Regions from separate parts of the Mus musculus genome. Here regions 1 and 2 are each linked to region 3. The links are chromatin contacts, called in public HiChIP or PLAC-seq maps. All regions are on one chromosome and are shown on one strand. Each heading gives the region's core, a stretch centred on a gene start, on an enhancer-like site or on the middle of the called end of the contact. The rest is flanking DNA. Distances are from core to core; before and after follow the strand shown. Region 1 has its middle 22 kb from the start of Rab6b. Region 2 holds the start of Slco2a1 (solute carrier organic anion transporter family, member 2a1). Region 3 overlaps Amotl2 (angiomotin-like 2).

Evidence for each region. HiChIP or PLAC-seq counts read pairs in DNA pulled down with a chosen protein or histone mark.
Region 1: a contact with region 3 is called in a FOXA1 HiChIP or PLAC-seq map of pancreatic cancer cells. The contact joins two enhancer-like sites. A contact is called at or near these places in 1 of 39 promoter capture datasets (cranial neural crest), 1 of 484 Hi-C or Micro-C datasets (muscle stem cells), 2 of 115 datasets of contacts at active chromatin or transcription factors (embryonic stem cells and pancreatic cancer cells) and 1 of 9 other capture datasets (adipose tissue).
Region 2: a contact with region 3 is called in a FOXA1 HiChIP or PLAC-seq map of pancreatic cancer cells. The contact joins the promoter of Slco2a1 here to the enhancer-like site in region 3. A contact is called at or near these places in 4 of 39 promoter capture datasets (the 3T3-L1 cell line, embryonic stem cells and liver), 2 of 484 Hi-C or Micro-C datasets (embryonic stem cells and pancreatic cancer cells), 2 of 115 datasets of contacts at active chromatin or transcription factors (embryonic stem cells and pancreatic cancer cells) and 1 of 9 other capture datasets (liver).

What each region holds. Positions count from the first base shown.
Region 1 is chr9:103,089,055-103,091,850 of GRCm38.p6, reverse strand. It overlaps a transcript of Slco2a1 not described here. Among named protein-coding and RNA genes, the nearest start is that of Rab6b, 22 kb to the left of the region's middle. Within about 2 kb of position 1,305, at least 49 of the 459 cell types and tissues checked have an H3K27ac peak or open chromatin away from gene starts, as enhancers often do. A contact at or near this core is called in pancreatic cancer cells, where this site is marked.
Region 2 is chr9:103,007,123-103,009,822 of GRCm38.p6, reverse strand. Slco2a1 (solute carrier organic anion transporter family, member 2a1) reads right to left here and starts at 1,336. Exons shown (of 14, transcript NM_033314.4): 1 at 1,108-1,336. The coding sequence starts at 1,203.
Region 3 is chr9:102,730,129-102,732,828 of GRCm38.p6, reverse strand. Amotl2 (angiomotin-like 2) reads right to left here. Exons shown (of 10, transcript NM_019764.2): 8 at 2,653-2,700; 9 at 1,860-2,036; 10 at 1-1,181. The coding sequence ends at 1,123. Among named protein-coding and RNA genes, the nearest start is that of Gm5627, 8.2 kb to the left of the region's middle. Within about 2 kb of position 1,423, at least 57 of the 459 cell types and tissues checked have an H3K27ac peak or open chromatin away from gene starts, as enhancers often do. A contact at or near this core is called in pancreatic cancer cells, where this site is marked.

The DNA.
Region 1 (2,796 bases), core at 56-2,555, 360 kb before region 3:
GAGAGAGAGAGAGAGAGAGAGAGAGAGAGAGAGAGAGGACATATAGTGGAGCCAACTTTGGCTGGGGCTGCTCAGGAGGACGGCTCTTCTGGTCTCTGGGGTGTAGCAGTTCCCTCTCAGGGACCCGGGGCTGTATTTTGAGGTAGGAACGCCCTTCTGGGACTGGTTGACTGGTCTCTAAGGCCATTCTCCAGGCTTTGAATGGGCTGGTCTAAGCCAGTCCCGAAGGACGCCTAAGGGGCCCCCGCTAAGCCTAGACCCTACCCTTCTAGCCTTACTCCTGTTCTCCTTCAGGTTCCCTGATCAGGGGATTCTCAGAATGTGCACAGGTTTGCTCGCCTTTCTACCTTTGTTCACAACTTAGCTGTCCTCTCTCCCTACACTCTTGACCCTCGAAACCAGCCCTGGTCCCTTCTCTGATTTCCCAATGGAATCCACAGCACTTGGTCAAGTTCCTACCCTAGGTCAAAGTATACACGCTGCAAGGTCAGGAAATGTGTCATGGCGGGTTCTTGCACACACCAGCTACCAAACAAATAAAATGTGATTGACAACCGGAGGGGACCTCATTTATCGATGTGATGGTCCTGATGGCCTCACCATTCAGGAAGAAGCTCTGGGTGAGACTCCTCCCCTCGAGATAAGCCCCGCCCCTTGGGGGGCATGCTCAATCAACTGTCATCCCCCCTAGCTCCTCCGCCTTCTCATCCTTTGCCTAAGTCTTTGTCAACTAAAGAGAACCTTTTTCCTGACCCTGCATCTCTAAACCTCTGATCCATCAGCTCTGCCTCTTCTGGGCCTGTCCTCTCCACTTTTCCATCTCTAAGGCAGCCTTGGCTTTGCTGAGATATCATCTTTTCTCCTCTAGGGATCCGCTGTGGATGCTTCCTCCCTCTGACTGTATTCATCCCTCTTCCAACAGCCTGACAAGACTGAAGGGTCTCAGAGAGCATATTGGTTCACCTAGAATCACTCCCCATGGTGGAAGATTCTAGCACTTGCCTAAGTCTGCTCCTCTCCTCTCTGAGCACAGAGGATTATATTTCTCCATCTGTACAGCAGTTAGATAATGCCGTGAGACTAGTTCTGGCCAAGCGCCTGGGAGCAGAAAGACTATGCGCCTTCTGGCCAAAACACTTGCTTCCCATGGCGAGACCTTCTTAGCTTCCTTTCCTGCCTCATTAATTGTGGATTGATGAAACAGAGGTACCTCAAGTCCAAATAGCTGGCATTCTGAGCCACCCTTGGAAGCCACTGCCCTGGAGAGTCACCCAAACAAGCCACGGGCTTTGTGCAAACAAGAGATAAAGGTGTGTTGTGTCATGTGACTGAAGCCTAGCCAAGCCTATTTCTGGGTGGTTTGAGGAGTTCAGTAAATAAATGCATGGCTTGGCAAACTGTAGCGAACTATGTACATTTTATTATTGTTATCAAAGTGTAGCAGGTGCCTAAGGAGCAGAGACTTTGTCAAGGTAGAGAGCCCTGTGTCCTGTGGCCACCAAACAGGGCTGGGAATGGGTGTGGAGGTTGATAAATGGGCCGGGCCTGTCACGAGAGGAAGGCTTTCTCTCATTAATGATTTGCCAAGGGCTTGCCCAGGACCTGTTTACATATTTAATCACCGATGAAAGGTTAGCAAATCTGGCCTTCTTGGCAGGGAATGGACATTTTTACCTCCAATGTTTAGTCCCTGTGGCTGGGAAAGATAGGAATTTTTTTTCTTCTGGATTTGCAAGGATTACCCCCCCACACACACACACACACATACACATACCACTGCCAATCTCTCTGGGAAGCTGTAATACAATATTTTACTATCAAGTTGACAGTAATTCAGGACCCAGCTTAGCTGCATCTCTCCATCTTTGAAAGTGTTGAAGGCAAATACAACATGGCTTTGTTTCTTAAGCGAGAACATGATAAGCAGTTACCAGATGGGACATTTCCCCAAAGGTCTGTGCTTCAATCTCATGGCTCTGCTTCTCCAAGTTTTCTCCTCTCTGTCCCTTTTCTCCACGTCTGGTCTTTACCTTGTGGTACCCAGAGGGCTCACTGGATTTTGTTTGATGAATAGTTACAATGTTCTTGGGATGCTTGACTAGAATGTAAATAATTGAGACATCACCTGGTCTCCCAACCTCTATCACCCAACCTACACAACCCTAAAGAGATCCCTCCTCTTTCTTCTCACCAGCCAATGAACTTCAATGGGAAAAGAGGCGGGCTTCTCATTACCCAAGGCTTGCCCTAACTTCAGAATGACTTATAAGAAGAGAGGGGCTTGGGGCAGCCAGAAAGACCTGGGCTTTCTGTGAAAGCTCTCTGCTGGCTGCTTCCTTGATTTTGGAGTTCTCCTTTCTTTTTCTCTTTCTTTTTTTCTTTTTCTTTTTTCATTTTCATTTTCTTCCTTCCTTTTTTTTCTTTCTTTCTCTCTCTCTCTTTCTCTCTCTTTCTTTCTTTCTTTCCTTCCTCCTTCCCTCCCTCCCTCCCTTCTTTCTCTCTCTCTCTCTCTCTCTCTCTCTTTCTTTCTTTCTCTTTTTTTAAGACAAGGTCTCAATATGTAGCCCTGGCTGTCCTGGAACTCATCATGTAGATCAGGCTGGTCTCGAACTCTCACACACCCAGTTGCCTCTGCCTCCCAAGTACGGGGATTAAAGGCATGCTCCACATGCCTAGGATTCTACATTTTCAGACATACTAGTGTGGCTCCCATCATAGGCTGGGACGAGGGTCCTGCCAGAGGCTTTGGACTCAAGGACACTTGGTAGATATCGCTCCCTTCCAAAGGATGGCAAA
Region 2 (2,700 bases), core at 87-2,586, 280 kb before region 3:
GTAACAGCCTGAGGCAGAACATGCAGGTGGCATTCGCTCTGCCCCACCCCACCCCCCAAACCCCAGTCTCTTTCCGTTAGACACACATAGCCTGTTCACATTTCTCCAATCCTTCCATGTGAGGTCTGGGCACCCATTACATCTAAGGTAGGAATTGTGGGAAATAATCTCTCTGCACCATATGCTTGCCGGACCCCAGGGCGCCTGGATGTCTGACCAAGGTCGTCTAGCCCCTTCCAGGAGATACCTTCTTCAGGAACCTCTCTCCCAAATATTGTGAGGACGCAACCATTCCAGGTCCTTCAAGACCTGGGGGAAGTGGACCCTACTTTTGACCCTTACCAAAGAAGGCATTCTCATGCTAACAGCTTCCTCTTTTTTCTATTAACTCCTCATAACTCTCAGGCCACAGGCACCTCTGGTGGCCTTTCTCCATAAACCTCGAGTGCCTGCTGTTTTCTTGAGACCAGGAGAGCTGGGGAATCCTCAAAACTGCTGGGAGCTATGCAGCCAGGTAGCAATCTAATCTGCGACTCCCAACTATTGCAAAGATGAAAACCCAGGCAAGGAATGCAGGCTTCTACCATCCACTGAGACAAGGTGCCTGTGCTCTGACTTGCATCTCAGGCTGCCCACAGCCTGTTGCCCACAAGGTGCTGGCTAAACTCCTCTGCATCCCTTCTCATTAAGGAAGAGCGCATACCCACAGCAGAGACCCAACAGAATTCCCTGGAGGTGTTCTTTCTCCATGGAAGAACAGGACAGTTCCCCTTTACAAAGTTACGTCTGTTCTGATTATTACTCCCCACGAGAGCCTATGAGCATATGCGCGCAACACACACACACACACACACACACACACACACACAGAGAGAGAGAGAGAGAGAGAGAGAGAGAGAGAGAGAGAGAGAGAGAGAGAGAGGTGTCGCCCCCTCACGCTCACGCTCACGCGCCGGGCCAGGCCCCACGGATGTGGCACCGGGGACAGAGAAGGGAGCCGGGTGCAACCCAGAGCTCCCGGACTGGCCTCATCGACGTCCTAGGTTGTGTCACCCACTCTGCCGCCCTCCTGCCCCGAACACGAACACTACTCACAACACTACTCACCTTAATGTTGTTGAAGACCGAGCGGGAGCAACGTCTGGCTGGGACCGAGGAGGTGCCGCTGCCCTGGCGTGCTCCGGGCTTGGGCAGGAGCCCCATCGTGACTGAGGCGACGTCCCCTGACCGGGCCAAGGTGGTGGCGACAGGCCGGGGTCAGGTTCTGCGGGACTTGGGTGCTTCAGGCTTCAGCGGCGGTAGCCGGGCTATGGGGAGCGAGACGTGGAGACTGAGCGAGAGAGTGAGCGCCCAGAAGTTTTTATAAGTGGCAGCGATGATGAAACGCGCTCTCTCTCCTCCCTCTCTTCCTCGGGTGTCAGAGGTGCTGCTAGCCCCCGCCCAGCCGCTGTCGCCTCCCCCAGGCAGGTGTCTTGGGTCCTGGAGTCGCGGCTGCGGAAGCCCAGAGGCTCTGGGACTCGAGCTGGGTGAGCCTTGGCTGCCTATCAGGTCCTGCTGGCCAGGGTTGAGGGTTGGGGGTAGTGTGTGGGGAGATGGCGGGTCCCCGAGGAAGAGGAGACCGCGTATGGAGGAGGCAGGAGGCTGCAGGCCAGGAGAAACCTGGGGATTTAAGGTGGGCGCGGCACTGGGGAAGGGGTGGGGAGCTAGAGTGGACTCGAGGGGCACGGGGTGATGGAAGGGAGCGAGGAGTCTCTGTGGCTCTTGGGGTTGTCCAGAGCAGGGCTCTGCGTGTCTGCACTCGCTCCGCAAACCTGGGCCCTCGGTTCCGGTGATGGCTCTGAGACTCGCTGCCCAAGCTCTGTTTGTGCTGAGGACTGATTTATATTTAAACTGCTCTTTGCGCTGCAGAGGAGGGTGGGAAGGCGTAACAAGGTGGAGAGGTGGGGGCCGCCCCAGGGCTGGGCTCAAACTCACTGGACCGGAGCCAAGGTAAACTGCAGGCGCTGTCGAGTGTCAGCGGGTCTGGCCTGAAGTGCTGGGGGTTGGGACAAAAGGAAGCGCTGGTCTGACAGGGATTGCCCCAACCCTGACCTCCTCTGCGAGGCTGGAGTGAGCAAGATATTTTTTCCTCTCCTGGACTGGGACCTTAGGGAAAGAAGGTGAGCCTTTTCCAGAAAAAGACAAAATAGATCCCGCAAAAGCTCTTGAGGCAGTTCGGAGGAGGCGCCCTTCCAGCTTCCTACTCTATTGTCTTGGGCAGAACCACCTCTTCCAGCCCAGCCCAGGAAAAGATGCTGTCAATATGGAGAACAATATGGGTGAAGGATGGAGCCCACTGCTTCGTTATTTCTGAAGGCTGATGTTTTCTCAACTCTGGTCTGGTCGGTCTGGGGACTTCTTCCTACGCACTAGCAAGCGAGGCCAAGGACTCTGGACACAGCAATAATCCAGAGGCTGTTGGACAGTGGGCAACTTCTTCGTTGCTTTGTTCACCTGCAGAGAAAAGTACAGACAGACTGGCTCACTGGACCACCGTGGGACACAGGTAGTTAGAGGTGACAGTGTACACTGGACACAGAAGGCCCCATCCATGGTGGATTGTGCCTGATGCTATGTAGATTTCTTGTACCACCAGTGCTAGATCTAAGTGAGAGAGGGTTGCTTTGATGATCTGGACTTTACAGGTAAGGATGCCAGAGG
Region 3 (2,700 bases), core at 174-2,673:
GGTAGTTCACCTAATTCCAAGTAGCTGGCCCTGCTTCAGGGCTGGGGCACCAAAACTTGAGGAGCCAGCCTCTAAGGGTGCCATTCTGTGGTGGGGGCACCATAATGAGGACTTTTCTTTAAGTTCACTGATTCGTTTTAACAACATAGCTCCCTCTCCCAGTCCCTGCTGGTGGGAACGAATACATTTATGAGAACAACTTCTCCAGTTTCTTCAAAGAGAACCTGGTGCTGGGCATGACAGATGTCCGCTTGTGGTGGCTCATCACATCTGGCTCAGTTTATAACCAAACTGACAGGATGTCCCAGGGATAGGAGCTGTGGAGCCATTCACAAAGGCTGGTGATAAGAATCCCATGGGCACGAAACACAGGGATTTAAAAAGCAGAGGAAAGCCAACCAGTATCAAAATCCACAGCCAGGAACTGCAGGCAGAGGAACATCTGGTAGACCTGTCACATGTTTCAAGAACTGTGGCAGCAGGGGCAGGCAGCACAGCCCTGGAGGAGACTCTGAACCGGCACGCTTAGTCTTCTGTTCCCAAGGAAAAAGAATTATATACAAAACACACTGCTCTGCGGGGCCTCTCAAGTGACCTCTAACCTACTCCAAGGGGACATGCTGGTGGCTCCCGAAAGACTCACACTCCCATCGTCCCCCACCTCCCAAGGATTCAAGTCTTAGTGATCTGAGGAAGTCAGTCAGGGACTGAAGAGCAGATAGTGTTGGCTGGAGCCATGCTTAGCCACAGAACACCATAGCTGGCCTAACGATCCCTGCAGACCGCTCGGCTGGTGCCCAGCCATTCTTGGGCGTCAGAATCCGCTGTTTCCTTCAGGCAGGACGGAGGGGGCTCAGCTCCTTTCTGCCCCAGCAACAGGCCTCCGGCTGCAGGTGATGTCTGGCTTTTCCTTCCTCATTGTCATAGGAGAAATATAGGCCAAAAAGCAGTCTTCTAGGGGGTGCAGGCTTTTCTAGCTAGCTCCCCTGGGGTGCTCCTCTCTGAGCCCCATGCACCAAGGCATCACTGGTCGGAGGATGTGAGGCACAGCATTTGAAGACAACTGCCGGAATGCCAGGAGGGAGCCAGGCTTCGGGGTCCCCAAGGCACTGCCTCCTTCCTTCAGATCAGTATTTCTACCATGTCTGACAGATCCTGGACTCTGGTTGCAGCTATAGAGTCTGGAGAAAAAACAAGAAGACAAGTGTATGCTGTCAGTACTATCCACTTGTTCTCCTCAGCTCCCAACACAGGGTCTTTTTTAAACAAGACCCCCTCCCCTAAGCTGCCTCAGCCCTTAGGTTCCTCTTCCCTTGATCAACTAAGCACAAGGCTGTGCCCCCTCCCCTCTGCCGAGGAAGCCCATGCCTGTGTTTAGACTCTGAACTAGCTTGAATGATCAGTGGAAGGGTGCTCCCAGGGTTAGAAGCAGGCTGTAGCGTTCCTGTCATGCCTGTGGTTTTTCTGAGATCATGGGGCACACACAGGCAGCTATGCAAGGGCAAATGTGAAACAAGAGTAGAAAGAGAAAAGGCTTAGTTCCTCCTTTCTGGGCTCTTCCAAATAGCTTCCCAACCCAAGATCACCATTGAGTTCACTTGTCAAGCTCCTGGACTGACAGGAGGATGTGAGGGCAACTCTGGAGGAGTTAGAGTGCTTCCTGTTGCGTTGCCTTCTTTCTGAAATGGCTCGATGGCCCTGCCTCCCATTGAGACAACTTCCAACAACCCTCAGTTCGCTACGGTGGGGCTTTCCACAGTGGATGAGTTTGCGGAAACGTGGGGAAAACAGGGCCCATGCGTTCCAGTTTGCACCTCTACCATGTTCCCAACCCTCATCTAACCAAGTGGGGTGCTTACCCAGAGAGGGTGTCCTCTGGCTACTGTTGCACCCCAGGAGGCCATCGGGTTCTGAGGCCAAGCAGGCAGAGGTGTTGTCTGCAGGGCCATCCGTCTGGGTGCTCCCGTCTCTGCTGCCATGTTTGGTGTGGGCAGGGAGAGGAGCTGTGGCCGGAGGCTCCTCTGCTGGGACCCGGTCTGTAAGAAAGAATGGACACTGATGGGTACAGCTTGATGTAGGAGACACGGTCCCAATGGAGGACACCCCAAGCAAACTTGGTGGACTGGGTAGTTCTTAATTTGCAAGCTGTCTAATAGAATGAAAAGACTCCTCTTTTTTTTTGTTTTTTTGTTTTTTTTCGAGACAGGGTTTTTCTGTATAGCCCTGGCTGTACTGGAACTCACTTTGTAGACCAGGCTGGGCTCGAACTCAGAAATCCGCCTGCCTCTGCCTCCCGAGTGCTGGGATTAAAGGCGTGCGCCACCACGCCCAGCAAGACTCCTCTTTTAAAATAGGAATAAATGGGGTCAGGATAGGCATCAATGTTCTGTGGCCCTTCTTTGTAGCTGGAATCTAGGATTTCTTAGTATTTGCTCAGGAACACCCTTGCCTAGATCTATCTGTATCCAGCATCCATCCACTCTACTAGCAGGACCCATGTAGGTTGCAGTCACGGGAGCCAAAGGCTAAACCCGATCCCTTAGAAGAGGGGGTCAGGAAGCCCTGGTCTCAGTGGGCGTGTATTCTGAGAGTCTGGTAATATGCATTCCAAAATTCCTACCCCTTTCCCTCCCACACCAAGCCTCCTCATACCTCCCGCTGGCCGTGCATCAGTTTGCCGCTCACTGGATACGAGCCCTT